Linked DNA regions of Mus musculus: region 2 is linked to region 1. A link is a contact called in public Hi-C data. All regions are on one chromosome and are shown on one strand. Each heading gives the region's core, a stretch centred on a gene start, on an enhancer-like site or on the middle of the called end of the contact. The rest is flanking DNA. Distances are from core to core; before and after follow the strand shown. Region 1 has its middle 23 kb from the start of 4933400B14Rik. Region 2 overlaps Nrxn1 (neurexin I).

Region 1 (3,665 bases), core at 392-2,891:
ACCAAATGTGCTAAAGAATTTAAAGAATAAAAAGCACAGTAGACTTTTAAGAAGGTAAGAAGTAACCTCTTGATTAGAGAAGGGATTTATGAGGCTAGTGTGAAAAATCAAGAAACATTTGTAGTTAGGGAAAAAAACTGAGCTGACTAGATCTAAAACATAAATTGAGAGGCTCAGATATCTGATGGTATCAAGGATGAGAGCACTCCTCTCCCAACAGAGATGATCCAAGATACACAAATCTCATGTAATTAAAATAATCCCAGTTCAAAAGATCTGCTGCTAGGCACAATGGCATCCCAATAGAGGATCGACATGGAATACTCTGTCAAAAATAAAACAAACCACAGAAAAAGATTGGTGGGGTCAGGTGTGAGATTATAAAAGCATTATGGTCGGAGTGCCTAGCTATGGAGCATTAACCACCTTCAAAGCACCATGAGGGATTTGGCAGTCTCTATCTTTCAGACTGAGAGTAAACTGTCTCCTGGAGCAGTTAGACCACTTGAGCTCCACACTCTCCCTCCCTTTCCATGCAACACAGCCCTACAAAAGCCAGCAACAACATCTAAAGAGTAGAACAACAGAAGAGCATGCAAGTAAGGGGCATCTAGTTAAACTCTTTGTCCTTGAGTTCAGGAAGTTTCAATGAAGTGGAATATTTCCACTAACTCAAGAGTGAAGTCTTTAAGATACTGCGATAGGCATCCAGGTTTCCATACTGAGTTTATATTTGTCATTTAATGAGAACAGGGATTGTCATTATTTACAAGTAATCAGAAACTTCAGAGTCCGTAAGGCATTCTACCTAGAATGGCAAAGTAAGTTGTTGGTAAATGGATTATAAAGGGTCAGTGAAAGGTAACAATATAGTTTAGGATTTTTATGAAATTCTATTTTCAGAGAAAAAAAAATTGAAAGGAAACGTTGAGTGAGATGATTCCCGGCAGGCTAGGGTAGGCTAGAGGAGAAGCAGGTGGATCTTGCAAGGCCAGCATGGGACCAGGTACAGTTATCCCACAGGGACAAGTAAGAAGATAGACTCCTTTCATCTGTGGACCACTTGGAAGTAGGTCCTGCTTGTTCCAGCCAGTGTCCAGCATAAGATGTTAACACAGAAATCAGATGACTTTAAAGTCCTCCATGTCTGTTCTGCCTCTATGGTTTACTCTTTGTGTTGCTTTCAAACAATTATTAATATTGTCATATCTTGTTTCACTTTCTTCATGGAGAAAATGAGAAAACAATACTTGAAAAAAATGTTGTAAACTGTTTAGTAATGTAGAAGCCTGTTATAAGTGAAATGAATGATCATTAAATTGCCAGAAAGAATGAATGAATGAGTGAATAAATGAATGAATGAATGATGAATGAATGATGAGTGAGTTGTACATCCATCTCAAGAGCAGAAGAAATAAATGCTACACCAAACAGGTTTTTCAGCAGAGCTGAACTTTCTCATATAAATACATCCTCCTCTGTGTATGTGTGTGTGTTCAATAATCAAAGTGGTGTTTAAATATTAAATAGATGTTTTGACTGCCTCAAGGACTAGTCTGGAGAATCCACCTACCCTGGCACAAGCCTATTGAAGTGAGTGACCCTACTTGTTATTCAGCTTACCGTTTGCCAGCAAGCATTCAGAGCCCTGTGCTAACGGCTGCTGGCAAGCTTTCCAGTGACGGCTGAGTTGAAATGAATGGCAAGGCAGTGTCAGCTGCCGGCTTTCATTACATCCTTTTTGACTGAGTTGAATATTAAACCAAGACCACCTGATAGAGTCATCTTGAATTCCTGCAGGAAGAGGCTGAAGATGCTGGAAGCAAAATGAGGTGCAGGTGGGATAGCATAGTAAGCTCTGCAATTTACAAGTGTTAATGTGAAAATCAGGCAGAGGACCTTCCAGGAAAGAATCTTTAGGCTATTTATCCACTCAAAGTGACCTTGTAATCCATCAGTCATTAAAAAGATAGCAAAGAACATGAATGCCACCCTGTGGCTACCAGAAGAAATTATACTTAATATAAAAATTTTACATAATTAGAGGGTAATGAGAACATGATTAAAAGAATTCATGTAGATGTCATGGGGAAAGGCAGGGAGACATCTCAGATAAAATGTTGCCACTACTAGAATATGATTCATGGAGCATTGCTGGAAGTGCTGAGGAAGATACCCCCTTAACCTTCCTCTTCAAAGGAAGACAATAAAATAAAACTGGCAAATATTGATGACAGCCATACAAACCATCAGAGACAAGAATAGACTACTGGCAATGACACTAGACTTAAGCACGGGGGTAGAGAAAGTAGGTTTTACAGTATACTTGTTACCGAGCATACAAAAACGGAGTGAGCCCCTGGTGTATATATGTAGACACTTCTACATGCCTTCATATGTACTATTGTACACCATCACACATATTCCAACTTAGTTGACCCTGAATATACCCATATATACTTCATGTGGGAATTTTCTGCAGGTGGAGAGAATAAGTCATCTTTACTACATTCATTTCTTTAACAAATTTTTATGGAGACTATAAAACAATAGGACCTCTGCTCATTCACCTTCTATTCTAAGGGGATAAGAAAATAAACACTGAAAAAAAGTGACTCACCGAGTGTGTGTGCTAGGAATCAACTCCAAATTCTCTAGAAGAGCAGCCAGTGCTCTTAAGTGCAGAACTAACACTCCAGTCATTCAGAACTATAAGAGCCAATGCATGATTTCCCAGAAAATGATAATGGTGACTTGGTCCCAGTTGGATCTACACATGTCATAGAAGTAATTGGGTTTTATACAGATAATTAAGGTAAGTTCAAAACCTTTTATTATCAGGATAAACCAATGTAATATACAAAATCCAAAATAGTAGTAGAAAGTTCAAAGGTTTACAGAACTTAAAAGTAGAAGTTTTGAGGACAAAATGTTAATTGCTCTCATGCATGTACTACATATGGTATACATGTATCCACTAATAATACTGCACAGTAACTCCTGTTACCCTCTCTCAAATCCTTCCTCTGATGCTCCCATGCTCAAGTTGCTGAACCCTTTCCTTTGCTATATTTGTTACATGCATATATATATATATATATATGCCTGTATGGTATACAGATATATGTAACCTGCTAACCCTGTTTATGGGGTGTTTGTGTATGTGTGCTTGTGTGTGGTTTCAAAGCTGACCATTCTGTGTTGGGTGACCAATTCAGGGCTTATCCTTGGGAAAGGCTAGTTCTCATTTTCTCACCAATCACTAGTTGTCTTTAGTCCTTTATCTAGGAATGAGACACCATCAAAATTTTCCACCTTTCATGTTAACCTGTCTAATGATATTGCATTGTTCCTGTTCTGTTTAGGTAGCCATTTCTACGGGACTTTCACAGCGGAGTTCCTTGTATTCTGGCTCTTATAGTCACTCTGCTCCCCTTTTCTGCAATATTTCCTGAAGTATAAATGCAGGAACCCACGAGCTGTAATGTATATGTAGTTATTGAGGCTGGCCTTCTCTCAAGGCGTTGACCTCTGGATTGTGTCCAGCTGCGGTCTTCCTTGATGTTATCCATTTTGCTGCAAAGAATAAGTAGTAGGAGCAGAAGCTGAACTTACCTGTGGCTATAGCGTGATATGTATAAGCCAGTAAGGGATTGTGATGGTCT
Region 2 (3,665 bases), core at 556-3,055, 1.2 Mb before region 1:
AAACCTACTGGACTTTGAATTGTATAGTTATTTCAATATAGATACTAAGTACACATATAAATACATAGGACTGTCTTATAATTGGTGGCAAAATGTTATAAAATATTTGAAGTAGTATAGTATACGTAGAAAAATTAATTTTATTATTGTAGTTTTAAGTGTGGATCATGACAATTAATTATTGTTAGCCACAGGTTCGTTTCCCAGTTTGCCATTTCTCTGTTTTTCCTTTTAAAAATATAATTCTTAAATTATCTATTTATTTAGCTTTTCATAGGTATATTCATGGGTGTCAATGCATCATGTGCATGCAGTGCTCCTATAAGCCGGAAGAGGGCAACAGATCACCTGAGATTGGAATTACTGATAGCTGTGAGCCCCCACATAGGTGCTAGGAATTGAATACTGGTCCTCTGGAAGAACAGCCAGTGTACTTCATCCCTGACCTGTTTCCCCAGTTACCAATCTCATCTTTTCAAGTACTGTAGCTGTAAATACAGTGAGAAAATAAAACCCACTAGAAAAACCTCTTTCATGTGTGTTTATCAAGTGTTGAGTGGTGCCTTGTCTGAGGTGCTGTATAAGAATAGCAGTTCTCACCAGTGAATAAATGTATGCAGTAATATACATGAAAAATAAGTACATGGACTGGTGGGAAAATGAGGAGTCTACATCTTAGAAGGAAATTCTGGACTCCTTACTTAGTACAAAAGGGTTCAAGTGATACAGCTGTTGCTCCTTAAAGTCTAACAAAAAGCTGGAGACCGGAGGACTAAAGTCCCCAGAGCCATCAAGTGCCCCTGTCTCCTGTAGGTTTATCCCCTTATATCTCTACTCAGTAGAGACCAATTTGAGGATATTTGCTAGTATCCCTGTCTAAGGTTTGACTTTTCTGGAGAATTACTCATCTGTCACCAATTACACTGTAAAAAATTAAGTGGAAATTCCTAGAAGTAAATAATTCTTAAACTTCACATTCCACCCTGTCTGAATTACCTTCAGAAATGTCATAAAATCCTGTGTTCTCCTGGGATGTGTTGTCCTATGTGATGACCATTAGACTCCTGTCAGTATTCGATATTTTTTTTTATCAGATTGATTATTGAGAAATTAAGTAGCCTTTACTTATTAATGCCCTAAAGTTGCAAATACAGTTATGCAAAGAAAGAATAGACAATCCTGGGCAGATGTCATACAGACCCTAAGAGAACACAAACGACAGCCCAGGCTACTATAACCAGCAAAACTCTCAATCACCATAGATACCAAGATATGTAGTTAGAAATTGTGTCTTCTTTGAATGCTTGTGATTCAGCAAGGGAAAACACTATACAAACCCTTTCTCTACATATATTTTTTTCTAATAGCTCCCTCCTTGGCTGTAGTACTTAGAGAAAATGGTGCGATACTGGCATAGCACCTTCGACAAATATATATCCTCTTTCCTTACACTTGATGCATAAAAATGTGTCTGCACGAAGAACATAGGACTGACGTTCACTGGAGGCTGCGCAGAGCTAGGTTAGCAGAATGAACGGAATCAATAGCTAACACTCTCCAGTCAAGCCCTGTTTTCACCACTAGGACCATCCCCCTTGCAATGAAGTGAGGATTCCTTACACATAGCACAGTCCTCACATACTTCCTCTACTGATAGTTACAGTCAAGAAAATAAACCCAGGCAAAACACAATCTTTATCTTTAATCTTTATCTCTTAATCCTTTCTCTAAGACTTTTAAAGAGATGGCTGGCTCCCTTTTATATTTCTGCCTAGAATATGCCACTTCCAAGAATTGCCAGCAGGGGGCATTAAGGTACTGGAAAATCAGCTCAGCCTGTTACCTAAGAATCCAAAGTGACATTACCTCCTAATCATGTCTGTCTGTTTGTTTGTTTGTTTATTGTTAATATTTTAGTAAGTCCTTATTCACATTTATTAGATTGACAGCTGATATTCATTATTGGAAATATACTTTGTGACTAGCATCATTATTTAGGTAAAGGTTTGTTTGGTTTCATTCATTGTTTTTAATGTGAAGAAAAGAAGCATTGGAGAAAGAGGAATATGGCTGATACGGCAAATGCATCTCACATTAAAAAAAACTTCCCTAAGTATTCTTTTTAATTAATGAATGTATTACATTAATGAAATACATCAAAGACATAAAGGCAGTGTGGCTTTGATTCCTTGGCACCTATGGGACAAGCCTTCTTTTCTCTGCCACAGACTCATATTTTGCAAAGATAAACAGTGTGCCTCCCCTTATTGTCACATCCACGCATCCACAGTGAAGAACAGCCGCTCTTCAAGGCAATTGCAAATTGAGCTTCCTCATCTGCCAAACCTGCCTGCTTTCCGAAAACTTCCCTCACGGTTAGGTCAGCAAGGTAAGAGAAGTAACCTGGGATGGAGGTAACCAACCTAAGGCAGGAGAAGGGCAAAGGCTGGACTGCTTTTCATTTGATAACATAACAAAGTACATTAGGAAATTCACCATGGTCTAGCCTAAGTTGTTAAATGAGACATTTCTCTTTGTAAGAAAAGAAAATACCAGTCCCAGGCTTTGTGCTCCTCCAAGATGATTTCAACATGAAAGGACTGTCCAGTATCCTGGTCCTAGACCTGAGAATGGATCTCCAATATCCATAGAAAAATACCTAGCAGGCAAAGATAGGAAGATAGGATGGATCGCTGCCAGCCATCCTAGCAAAACACAAACAAACAATCAAACCCACAAACATACAAAGAAGACCATGAACTCCAGGTTCAGTGAGAGAATCTATCTCAGAGAAATAAAGTGGGCAGTGACAGAACAGAACATCAATGTCCCAATGTCTTCCTGTGGCCTATACACACACACACACACACACACACACACACACACACACACACACACACACATACACACACACATACACACACCCCAATCCACAGGCACGTGTACCTCCACTCCAAATACTCACGCATACACAAAACGCACATCAAAGTTCTGAAAAGGAACCTGAAAGGTTTAGCAGTTTCGTAGTTACTGCTGGATCTGAGGTTCTCTTTGGGTTTCTTGGTCTCTGTGGTGGGTTGTACATGCTTGGCCCAGGGAGTGCCACTATTAGGAGGTTGTAGCGTTGTTAGAGCAGGTGTGGCCTTGTTGGAAGAAGTGTGTCACTTTGAGACCCTCTTCCTAGCTGCACTGAAGACAGTCTTCTCCTGACTGCCTTCAGATCAAGATCAGACCTCTTGCTCCGTCTCCAGCATTGTACCTGCCTGGATGCTGCTATGCTTCCTGCCATGGTGATAATAGAATAATCCTCTGAACCTATAAGCCAGCCCCAATTAAATGATGCCCCTTATAAGAGACGCCTTGGTCTTGGTGTCTCTTCTCAGCAATGGAAACCCTAACTAGGACAATCTCATTAATAAAATAATTTCGAGTTGGCTTAGAAGCTCAAGGGCCATTTTATTGAGAGAAAAACAAGAGGATAAGCAAGAAAATTCTCAGCAGCTTCTGGAGGAGGGAAGTGGTAAAGAGGAAGAGAGAATTACAGGACTTTTTGATTTAGGATCACAGGACACCAGTAGTTCAGCAATGGAGATCAGCAAGCAGTGTATGATAGGAGGGGAATAATAGAACTTCATAGAAAGAGAGAGACCAGTAATCAGAGAATG

What was found. Hi-C and Micro-C count contacts between places; a contact is called where the count stands out from the background.
Region 2: a Hi-C map of forebrain shows a contact between it and region 1, with 2.4 times the contacts expected there. The contact joins two enhancer-like sites. A contact is called at or near these places in 1 of 15 datasets of contacts at CTCF or cohesin (pro-B cells), 13 of 484 Hi-C or Micro-C datasets (adipose-derived mesenchymal stem cells, bone marrow-derived macrophages, cerebellum and 9 more) and 1 of 115 datasets of contacts at active chromatin or transcription factors (astrocytes).

Annotation. Positions count from the first base shown.
Region 1 is chr17:89,295,782-89,299,446 of GRCm38.p6, reverse strand. No RefSeq gene overlaps it. Among named protein-coding and RNA genes, the nearest start is that of 4933400B14Rik, 23 kb to the left of the region's middle. Within about 2 kb of position 1,641, at least 10 of the 459 cell types and tissues checked have an H3K27ac peak or open chromatin away from gene starts, as enhancers often do. A contact at or near this core is called in forebrain, where this site is marked.
Region 2 is chr17:90,499,376-90,503,040 of GRCm38.p6, reverse strand. The region is part of intron 17 of Nrxn1 (neurexin I); the gene reads left to right. Gm32337 (a long non-coding RNA gene) reads right to left here. Exons shown (of 2, transcript XR_877116.3): 2 at 1-3,665. Among named protein-coding and RNA genes, the nearest start is that of Gm32337, 39 kb to the right of the region's middle. Within about 2 kb of position 1,805, at least 4 of the 459 cell types and tissues checked have an H3K27ac peak or open chromatin away from gene starts, as enhancers often do. A contact at or near this core is called in forebrain, where this site is marked.